Regions from separate parts of the Mus musculus genome. Here region 2 is linked to region 1. A link is a contact called in public promoter capture Hi-C data. All regions are on one chromosome and are shown on one strand. Each heading gives the region's core, a stretch centred on a gene start, on an enhancer-like site or on the middle of the called end of the contact. The rest is flanking DNA. Distances are from core to core; before and after follow the strand shown. Region 1 holds the start of Arhgap44 (Rho GTPase activating protein 44). Region 2 overlaps Map2k4 (mitogen-activated protein kinase kinase 4).

Region 1 (5,556 bases), core at 1,485-3,984:
GTGCTGCACACATTTAAGGTGGCTCTGCTTACCTCTGCCAACCCAAACATTCTCTTACAGACGTACCCATAGGCTTGTTTCTCTGGTGAATCCAGCTCCTGCTAAATTGATAAGCACTATTAACCATATGGTCATTTTTTTTTTTATTGCAGGCAAATGAATGGAACTAGAAAATATCATCCTGAGTGATGTAACTCAGATCCAAAATGACATGCATGGTTTGTACTCACCAATATGTGGCTATTAGCCAAAAAAAAAAAGTATAGAATACCCAAGATACAGTCCACAGAACTCAAAAAGGTCAACATGATGAAGGGCCCAAGTGAGGATGCCTCAGCCCCACTTGGGAGGGAGGGAGGGGCCTGGGAGGGAAAGGGGATGGGGGGGGGGAGAGGGGAACATCATCTGGTATTGGGGGGGGGGAAGACTGAAGCCCTGGGGGCCAGAAGAAAGAATGGAAACAGGTAACCTTGGGAGGTAGGAGTTTGGGGAAACCCTTCAGAATGCACCAGAGGCCTGGGAGGTGAGAGACTCTCAGGACTCAAAGGGAGGGACCTTAGATGAGATGCCCTACATTGGGAAGAGGGAACTTGTAGAGCCCACCTCCAGCAGAAAGACCCAGCATCAAGTGAGGGATGGGGTTGCCATCCCACAGTCAAAACTCTGACTCATAATTGTTCCTGTCTGAAAGAACTGCAAGGATGGAAATGGAGAGGAGCTCCAGGAAAAGAAGGTCCAGCGACAGGACCAAAGTGGGATCCAGCTCAAGGGGAGGCCCCAAGACCTGACACTATTACTGAGGCTATGGAGCGCTCACAAAAAGTGACCTATCATGACTGCCCTCCAAAAGACTCAACAAGCAGCTGAGAGAGTCAGATGCAGATATTCGCATCCAACCAATGGACAGAAGTTGCTGACTCCTGTGGAGGCTGAGGAGGAGGGTGACCCTGTAGGAGGACCAGCAGTCTCAATTGACCTGGGCCCCTGAGATCTCTTGGACACTGGAACACTATCCAGGCAGCATACATCAGCTGATATGAGGCCCCCAACAAATATACAGCAGAGGACGGCTGGGTCTGGGTTTAGTCAGGAGAAGGTGAACCTAACTCTCAAGAGACTGGAGGCCACAGGGAGTTTAGAGGTCTGGTGGGGTGGGGGGTGGGGACATCCTTGTGGAGACAAGGGGGGTGGGGAGGAGGTATGAGATGTGGAATGGTCGGAGGGTGGAACAGGAGGGGAATAACATCTGCAGTTTAAAATAAATATAAATAAATAAATAAATAAATAAATAAATGAATGAATAAAGGATTTTTAAAAACTCAAAATAGAAGTACTTTGTTTATATAAACATGACGTTGACATGACTGTATGTTGCCACATACAGTCAGTCACAAGCACGATGCCTTCACTGCTAATTGACCAGAACTCTTGACCTAATAAGCAGAGGCTGAGCTCACAATTAATTAAAGATTTCATGTTCATTCAGCCAAAACATGCCTCAAACCATCATTTGTTCCGCTGGCCAGTAAGACACTTACATCCATATTTAGGGCATCTTTCTACTGTAATCAACACACTGCAGAGAATCTCGGGTCATAGATGGATGCTCTTCCTTTTTTTTTTTTTTTAAACTATTTTCATAATAGGAATGATCCTGGATTTTCCCATTATGCTATCTTCCATTGTATCTGCCACAGTGGACTACATGATAGCCTGTATGTAGTTAGATTTGGAAAACAGCACTCTTTCATTTCCATCTACCAAACAGCAGTGCTTTCTACTTGAGATAGGGAAGCTGGAGATGAGAGAGTCCCAGCAGTTTTCCTAAAATTGCTGATTAAATATGTGAGATTCTAATGGGAAGACTCACATTTGTTTGATCCAATGTCTCTACTGCCCAACAACTCTGACTTGATATATATAAAGATGACAACTAATTGAGATCACATGTGATTTTCTTTCTTTTTTTTACATTATTTATATTTATTTAGTGTGTGTGTACGTAAGACAACATGCAGGAGTTAATTTTCTCCTACCGTGTATGTTCTAGACACTGAACACAGGTCAATAGGCTTCTTTACCTATTGAGCCATTTGCTGTCCCCCTCACCTGCCACCTTCCAAGTCTAATGAGCCACAATTTCTTTCAACCAGCTGGTAAATGCCAGTGGGCTGCCCAGCTGATACCATTTCAGGTCTAGTGGCGGTAAGGAGATGGACATAGCTATGGTAATAGAATCTAAATCATACAAGAAAGCTGTCTCAGGTTGTGCTAGTAGACAAGACGTTACTGATTCAATCTTATGTAAACTTTTGGTTACTTACTGGGTTTGAAAAAGATTAAGGATGGCATTTTGGGATGCATGCTACGCCTAGTTCGAAACCCCTTTGTCCCAAGCTTAACACTGTGATTGAACACCAATAAGGTGACTTTATACAATTTAACGAACACATCTGCCTAACATATCTTCATATGAATTCAACACTGAACATCTCGCATTCGCTTGAGAGAAAATAGGAGTCAGACGTTTACTCTGTTTGTTGTTGTGTCGTTGGTTTCACTATTCAAGCACGAAAGTATTTCCTTTACTACAAGGCTAAAGCCTAAACGTCTTGGTCATACTGTCTTCTCTCACCTCTGCACAAAAGCTGTCCCTACAAACTTTGGACAGAGGAAAGGTGGGAGCGGCAAACTACAAGTCCCAGCATGCACGGCGCATTCCGCACAGGCGCACGGGGACCACCCGGCCAGCTGGCTAGCCAGCCTGCGGAGACTCCCCGGTTCGCTCGCCGGGCTGGGGCTGGGGGCTAGCTACAGCTGGGGCTGACCGCCGGGCGCCTTGGGCGGCCCCGGGCGTGGCACAGAGAAGGATGCGGCGGGCGGACTAGGCGGAGGTGCTCTCGGGAGGCTGGGCGCGGGCCAGGCGGCTCCCCAGGCTCCGCAGTGCCGCCGCCGTCGCCCGGGAGGCTGGGCGCGGGAGCCATGTAACCCTGCGGTGGGCTCCGGGCAGCTCAGTCCTTCCCCAGCTCCCGGGCTAGCGCGGCAGCGGGGCCACGATGAAGAAGCAGTTTAACCGCATGCGCCAGTTGGCCAACCAGACGGTGGGCAGGTAGGTCACCCGCTGGCCGCCCAGGGCCGGCACGCCCGCGGGGCTGCATCTGCCAGGCGCAGGTGATGGAGCTGCCCGGCCTGGAGCTTGTGCGTCCCTCCTGGGTCCGCGCGGGTCGTTGGTGAGACCTTTCCTCTCCCGACCCCTGCTCGCTTCTCGCTCGCCGGTCTAGGCTCAGAGAGTGACGCATCCTCACCTGCGTCCCCAGCTGCCCCTTCACCTCGCCCTCTCTGCCTTTCCTCGGGACTCCCTTTTCCTCTGGTAGCGATTCTTCCTGGAAACAGGTGTTTGCTCTGCTGGAGCTGCTGGCTGCCGAGTCGTTGGCTGCCTCTGGAGATCTCTTCCTCCCTGCGCCCAGTTCAGGGCTGCTTAGGGTCCTGAGGTAGTGTTGGGCCTGGTCGACACCCTCCTTCCCCACTGGAGCCCTGTTTGTTTTCAGGGGCTGTGACTGTATGGGATGCTGGATCACTTTCCTGGCTGTTTTTTCCTCAGCGTTTGGGGGTGGGGAAAGGATGGCGAGAAGGGGGAAGGTGCTGGCTGATGTAGGCTCGGTCCCAAGACTGATTTCAGTGGAGGGAGGGAGGGAGGCTGCGAAAGTGAGGTTCAACTCCCTTGGAAGATGAGAGGAGGATCAGAGAGAGGAGGATCAGAGGCTCTCAGCCAGGTAGGGGATGGGACAGTCTCTCCTCCCTCCCAGTCCAGAACAGCTTGGCCCCAGGAATCTGCAGGACCCAGACTGCTCTCATCTTGGTGAACATGGACTAGATCTGGGCCAGTGTCTCCAGGAGCGGATCTGTGGGGTGCCAAGATCTATTAAGGTTACATAAGGATTCTTAGTGGGTCCCGTCCAAAGCTAGACATTCTTGAAACACAGGCTTGTTAGATAGAGGGGGATTTTTCATGGAATCTGTGTGCCCAGGGCCGGATTTCTGTGTGGTTGTTAAAGGAATTTAGGTGTGCAGTTTAAAGTAAGCAGAAAGGGAAGAACCAAGCCTTGGGTGCAATTCAAGTGCAGGCTCCACACATAGAGTGCTCTCGGCCAGGTTTGTTGAGAAACCAAATACCTTTCTTGGGTGGGAAATGGAGCTTGAGCTGGCACCTGGTAGGGTGGGGGTGGGGACTTCCCTGGAGAATAGAGGACATGAGGGAAGCATACTGCCCTAGTTACAGTGGGCATTTGAGGGCAGGGGATGTGATGGCTTCTCATGCTTTCAGGAACTCCAGATGGTTTCCAAGTAACCTAAGCGTTTCCAAGCTTCTAAACTAGACTTGGATTCATTTTCCCTTCCCAAACACATGTGCTTTAACATGAGGGGGGAATTTATGAATAGCAGAGTCAGATTAGCCCAGATTTTTGGCACGGTATTGCCACAAATATAGCCTCACGTGGACTGTCTTTGGTATGTTGGATGCTGAGATAGTGCTTTCCTGGTACTGGGGGGTGTAGCTGTTGGTTGTCAAGCTGACCATTCTTTACTGTCTTGGCTTCTGGATCACACTCCCTGGGCTCTGGCATACATGATGGCAGTAGACATCCCAGGGGTGGGCCCCTCACTCTGACCACAGGTTGCTGTTTCTCATGGAGTATTCTCAGTCCACTTAGTAGCCTGGTGTTCTCTTGGAGTGTTAGAGATTGGTGCTCGGATATAGATGTCTCAGGGAAGGCATTCGTGTTGCTTCCAGACACCTGGCTCCTATCTTCCTTCAGGACTTGTTTTTAAGTTGTGAGATTTTTGAGGCATGGGCATAGGAACTATATTTTTCACTGTCATTCGTGGAGGAAATGAAAAATAGGCAAAAGCAGACTGAATTATTATTATTATTATTATTATTATTATTGTAAAAAGTAGTCTTATGTATTCAAAGAACATTCTTAGAAGTACAAATCCAGGGGCTGCACCCTGCTATGCCAGAGCTGCTGAGCGCTTAGGTGGATGACCAACATGTACAAAGTTGAGGCCTGACTTGTGTCTGTTTTGGTGAAGTTTAGAGTAAACTGTTGAAGCAAAAATTAGTTTAGGATACTCTACTGCTTCAACACTTCCAGTGCCATCATTTTGCTTAGCAGCCCCAGCATTTCAGTAGCCACATCCCTCTGGACCCCCCTTTGTCTCAGCATGCTCATTTTGTCTTCCTGTCTCCCTGTCCCTGAACTCCTGTGCTTCGGACACATGAAGCCCAGCTCCACTTTAGAGATTTGTTCTTGCTGACCACCAATTTTTACTACCTGGTTGAGGATGTGGTCTTCCCAAATTGCTTTCTCATCAATCAGCACTTGGCTCTCAGGCTCAGATAAAACCCCTGCTCCCTCACTCTTACCCATCATTCTTTTCATTTTTGTCCACTACTCCCCACAGTTTGAAAGCTTGTACCTTTTTGATTTTTGCCCGTCTGTCTCCAGTAGAATGTATTGATCACCCTCGCATGCCAAGGGCACAGAGCAGTGC
Region 2 (5,838 bases), core at 3,260-5,759, 540 kb before region 1:
TTTATTTATCTATTTATTTATTTATGGTTTTTCGAGACAGGGTTTCTCTGTGCAGCCCTGGCTGTCCTGGAACTCACTCTGTAGACCAGACTGGCCTCGAACTCAGAAATCTGCCTCCCAAGTGCTGGGATTAAAGGTGTGCGCCACCACTGTCTGGCGGATTTTCTGTTTAGAAAGCATTGTGTGGGAAATGTTTCATTATTGACAGAATTTTAGAACTGTTCGTGTGTGTGTGTGTGTGTGTGTGTGTGTGTACATAAAAAGACACTTTATTTTAGAACTGTGTTTGCTTGTCCTCACTTGGTAGATGCAATTCAGAAAATCCTATTTTCATTGTGGTAATTAGGAATAAATGGTATAACCGATTCAAAGGCAAGAAATAAATCAATAGACACACTTCTGTTAGTTGGCATAATTGACACATTCAGTAACCATACGTCCTAGGGCATATTACCTGTGTTGAGATGGTTTAATGCTAAGGTTAGCTGGATGTTTTTAGCTGTGACAATATGATTTTATTGCTGTTCGTGTAGTAACAGAATACCTGAGGCTGGTTACTTGTAGGGAAGGAATCTTTAGCTTGTAGTTTTAGGAACTGAAAGTTCACAGTTGAGTATCTCTCATCTGTTTGCTTCTGAGAGCCTTCTGGTTTTACCACGGTTTGGCAGAGAAATGGGAAGGGAGTTGTCCGCTTGCTGAAAGGGCTGAAGGGCTCTGTTTTATAATTATCCACTTTCAGGAGATCTGACTTAAGAGCCCATCATCAATCCTTTCCAAGTCCTCCATCAACCAGCTAACCTCTTTAGTGGGCCCACCTTTTAGTGGCCCATTGTCTAAATGATTGGCTTGTCATAATACTGACACCTCTTTAGACCACGCCTCTAGTACCTGAATACTTAGGAACAAAACATGCCCAAACATTAGCACTGTGTGATATTGCTTAAGAATTACTTTTGATTCATGCAAGTCTAAAAAATGTAGCTGTGGCCTAGATACAGCAAATTGTTTTGAATCCAAATAATATTTTTTTCTTATTTTTTTATTATTTAAATGTATTTTCCACAGCAAACATATAATATTGAATATTTTGAGAATCAAATACTACATAAAATTTCTGTTCAACTTTTATATTCATATCCTTTCATACCTTAAAAATGTTATTAATGAATATTTAATACTATCCATAACTGAGGATCCTATATCTAATGTTGAATACTAAATTGTTTCAAAACATACAAAATATTCATTTGTAGTTAAGCATAGTAAAAGAGCATAAAATATTAAAAATGAGTCCTTAAGAAATACATTCAAAAGCTATTATATGATATGATAGAGAGTATTTCAAACACATTATATATCTCTGTACATTGTCTAACAGTTTTCTTACAAAAGATTATCAGTGTTTCTAGGAGAGAAATTATTTTATCAGTAAGTATATTTTAAAAACTTCAAAATAGCAAACACTCTTTGAGGTTAAACATTTAGAAAATGAAAATGCTAATTTCAAGCACAGTGAGGAAAATTATCAGTATTTCCATGATGTTTGTAGAACATGATTTTAATATTTTCAACTGTTAATATTCAACAAACAGAATAATTATTTTAAAATACATTTCATTGTTATGTCTCCCTTTTCATTTCTGACTTTATTAATTTGGATACTGTCTCTGTGTCCTCTGGTTAGTCTGGCTAAGGCTTTATCTATCTTATTGATTTTTTTCAAAGAACCAGCTCCTGGGTTTGTTGATTCTTTATATAGTTGTTATTTTTGTTGTTAGAGGTGGAATTATGTTTGTGTGGCTATCTTCTTTTGGGTTTGTTGAAAGATTACTTTCTTGGTTTTTCTAGGGTGTAGTTTCCCTCCTTGTGTTGGTGTTTTCCATCTATTATCCCTTGTAGGGCTAGGTTTGTAAAAAGATACTGTGTAAATTTGGTTTTGTCATGGAGTAGCTTGTTTTCTCCATCTATGGTAATTGAGAGTTTTTCTGGGTATAGTAGCCTGGGCTGGCATTTGTGTTCTCTTAGGGTCTGTATGAGATCTGCCCAGGATCTTCTAGCTTTCATAGTCTCTGGTGAGAAGTCTGGCGTAATTCTGATAGGTCTGTCCTTATATGTTACTTGACCTTTTTCCCTTACTGCTTTTAATATTCTTTCTTTCTTTAATGCATTTGGTGTTTTGATTATTCTGTGATGGGAGGAATTTCTTTTCTGGTAGAGTCTATTTGGAATTCTGTAGGCTTCTTTTATGTTGATGGGCATCTCTCTTTAGGTTAGGGAAGTTTTCTTCTATAATTTTGTTGAAGATATTTGCTGACCTTTAAGTTGGGAATCTTTGCTCTTTTCTATACCTATTATTCTTAGGATTCATTTACTCATTGTGTCCTGGATTTCCTGGATATTTTGGGTTAGGAGCTCTTTGCATTTTGCATTATCTTTGACTGTTGTCTCAATGTTTTCTATGGTATCTTCTGCACCTGAGATTCTCTCTTCTATCTCTTGAATTCTGTAGGTGATGCTTGCATCTATGACTCCTGATCTCTTTCCTAGGTTTTCTAATCCCAGGGTTATCTCCCTTGAGGTTTCGTTATTGTTTCTATTTCCATTTTTAGATCTTGGATGGTTTAGATCTTGGTTGTTCCTTTCTTTCGCCTATTTGATTGTGTTTTCCTGTAATTCTTTAGGGGTTTTTGTGTTTCTTCTTTAAGGGCTTCTAGGTGTTTACTTGTGTTCTCCTGTAATTCTTTAAGGGAGTTATTCATGTCCTTCTTAAAGTCCTCTATCATCATTATGAGAAGTGATTTTAGATCAGAGTTTTGCTTTTCCGGTGTGAAGGTGTATCCAGGACTTGCTATGGTGGGAGAATTGATTGGGATCTGATGATGCCAAGTAACCTTTTCTGTTGCTTAGGTTCTTACGCTTGCCTCCCGCCATCTAATTATCTCTAGCGCTACATGCCCTTGCTATATCTGACTGGATGCTGTCCTTCCTATGATCCTGGTTGTGTCAGAACTCCTCAGAGTTCAGCTGCCTCTGGGACCCTGAGATCCTGGTGTGATCAAGTTCCTGGGATCCTGGGATCCTAGGTGCGTGAAAGCACCTGCGAGTGGAGCTTCTTCTGGGTGTTGTGGGACTGGCTTCGGAGTTAGCGCCCAAGGTCTGCTCAGGGCACAGGCCCTGACCAGAAGGAACTCATGCCACTAGTCAGGTGGAGTTCCTGGGTGCCTGGGTCCCACTGATCCCACTGGTCCTGCTGGTCCCAATTAATCCCCAGTGTTGGGCAGATGTTGTGTCCTCCTCTCCTCTGATCCTATTCAGATAACTTTTAAAGAAAGAGACAGGCACTTCATTCTTGTATAGAAATATGGAGAAATATGGTTTCACACCTACCAAAAGAGAAGTGGTGTAAGGATTCACTTTTCTTTCTGACTCTATCCTACTTTGGGATGTGCAGGCCAATGATAGCCTCTGTAGTTCTGATGTTGACTAAATCAAATGAAATAGTCCTGCCACTGGTGGACAGAGGCCGACCTATTAAGAGATAGACAGAAATACAGAATTAATTTTGAGAGCCTTGAGGTGGCTTGAGTCTCCTTGGTATATTGTAGCACATAAGAAATGCCTTTGTGTGTGTGTGTTTTTGAAACACAGTCCAGGCTAGCTCCAAGTTTAAGCTTTTCCTGCTTCCACCTTAGAGTACTGAAGTCACCAGAAATGCCCTTGTAGTAGACTTTTACATTTTTTTCCTCCATCTAGAGAAGCTGAGATTACTCTCTAATTCTAGAACATAAAAAAATCCAAAATATAGAATTTTTATATAATACTTTTATATGGAAATTTTAATAGTTTGGCAAGCTCTCTTCCCTCACATACAAATATATAAATGTATTCATGCATGCATGTGTGTGGTGTATGCTTGCTGAATCATTTTATTCCAAACACTTGGGTGTCCCTCTCCCAAGATGGATATTCTGTCACATGACCACAGTAACATTAACATGCATAAAATACTTAAGAATTTTGTAGTATTATATAGGCAATGCTTACATTTCTTAAATGTGCAAGACATAGTTACCTTAAATTGATGCTTTGTTTTCAGCTTTTGCATTTATTATTTCAGTCTGGACTGGCCTGGACCTCCCACCCTCCCATGGGATTAACCTTTTTGGAAGTAGCTTTAGCATCTGACCAAACCCACTCAGTCAACAGGTTCTCCAGCGCATGATTGAGGATTGAAAAGAAAGAGACAAGTAGACAGTGCTGCAGCATGACCCCAGTCAATTCTGGGACTGAAGGCAAATTTAATTTTCCCAATCCACTTTTATGCCATCTTAATTACATGCAAGTATTAAGGGTGAGCAATACAATAAGGAACTAGCAAGGCAGTAAGCAAAGTCCTTCAACCGTTGTTTCCTAGAGCTTGTCAGAATGACCAAAATATGTGAGCCCATTTCCTTGATCAAGCTCAAACTCTTGCCTGAAGCCTATGCCTTTGTTCTACCCTAAGATTAAAATTCCTGCCTTCATGAACCTACTTCCCTTTTACAGCCTAAAGCTAGAGTCTTGCTGAAATGTACTTTCCTATCATGCCCTGAAGTCAGATTCCCGCCTGAGTTTACTTCCTTGTCATGGCTAATGTCAGAGTCCTGCCACGCGGTACCCCAGAAGGCTCTCCACAAGCACACACATTCTTCCTGAGTCTCATTACCCCAGGCTAGGTTCAGACTGATTAGGTTCAGACCATAGATTGTTTTGGGATGACAATTTCATAGCTAATGTCTGCCTTCTATTGCACCACATGACAAAGCACATCATATCGACGACTTATAACACTTAAAAGAGAGTGGGAGCAGTTGCAAGATAGTGTCCCCTTTCCTCAGTTTCTCTTTTTGTTTGAATATACTTAAAAGTCTAATTTCCAGAAGATTTCTCATTTTTAAAAGATTTATTTATTTTCTGTATGTGAGTATACTGGTGCTCTCTTCAGATATACCAGAAGAGGGCATCGAGTCCCATTACAGATGGTTGTGAGCCACCATATGGTTGCTGAGAATTGAACTCAGGCCTCTGGAAGGGCAGTCAGTGCTTTTAACCACTAAGCCAACTTTCTAGCCCCAAGATTCCTTATTCTTGTGTTACCCTCTAACACAGTGACTTCTAAAAAGTTACTTCAGGGCTGGAGAGATGGCTCAAGGGTTAAGAGCATGTTGTTCTTTGAAAGGACCCAAGTTTCAGTTCTTAGCACCCATTTTATAGGTGACTTACAAATGCCTCTAAGCTTAGCTGCTTCGGATTTGAGATATATTTGCATAGTCCACTCTTGCAAGAACTTCTAGCTTGTTTGTGACAAATACAAAGGAGTTCAGAGTGATCTTAGCACAGTAACTGTGAATGGTAGCTCCTTGTTCTAAGTGCACACTTGGAGTGTTGGCAAATAGTCACTCATCAGAACCAGTGAAGATACAAAACACTTCTTGTTTGACTATCTCTTGTCTTTGTCCTATGTGTTTCCCCATTCCTGCCTAAGGCAGCTAACACCCGCCTTCTCTGGAATATTTTAAAGATGTACCTGTGCTGTTGTGCTGAGAGGCTTGGGTTGTGTAGCTCTTCTACCATTTTTGCTTGTCCATTCTTGTGTTGACACAAGGTTTAGTTCCTGGTTCATTTAGTTCCTTAATTCATTTAGATATTTTGCTCTCTTAGCAGTGCCCATAGTTTTTTAGCGTGAAGTCATTTTAAATTTATTGCTACAGAATTCATGGGTTTGGTCAGTACAGGTATACATCTTCAATCTCTCTGTACTCAGGAGGCAGAGGCAGGCAGATATCTGTGGATTTGAAG

What was found. Promoter capture Hi-C pulls out the DNA fragments that hold promoters and counts their contacts.
Region 2: a contact with region 1 is called in a promoter capture Hi-C map of trophoblast stem cells, with 4 times the contacts expected there. The contact joins the enhancer-like site here to the promoter of Arhgap44 in region 1. A contact is called at or near these places in 15 of 39 promoter capture datasets (the 3T3-L1 cell line, 3T3-L1-derived adipocytes, the HPC-7 cell line and 9 more) and 2 of 115 datasets of contacts at active chromatin or transcription factors (embryonic stem cells and stem cell-derived neural progenitor cells).

Annotation. Positions count from the first base shown.
Region 1 is chr11:65,160,139-65,165,694 of GRCm38.p6, reverse strand. It overlaps Arhgap44 (Rho GTPase activating protein 44), which reads left to right and starts at 2,734. Exons shown (of 20, transcript NM_001099288.1): 1 at 2,734-3,109. The coding sequence starts at 3,057. LOC115487730 (a long non-coding RNA gene) reads right to left here. Exons shown (of 3, transcript XR_003949568.1): 1 at 5,482-5,556; 2 at 3,306-4,874.
Region 2 is chr11:65,699,837-65,705,674 of GRCm38.p6, reverse strand. The region is part of intron 7 of Map2k4 (mitogen-activated protein kinase kinase 4); the gene reads left to right. Among named protein-coding and RNA genes, the nearest start is that of Mir744, 32 kb to the left of the region's middle. Within about 2 kb of position 4,509, at least 3 of the 459 cell types and tissues checked have an H3K27ac peak or open chromatin away from gene starts, as enhancers often do. A contact at or near this core is called in trophoblast stem cells, where this site is marked.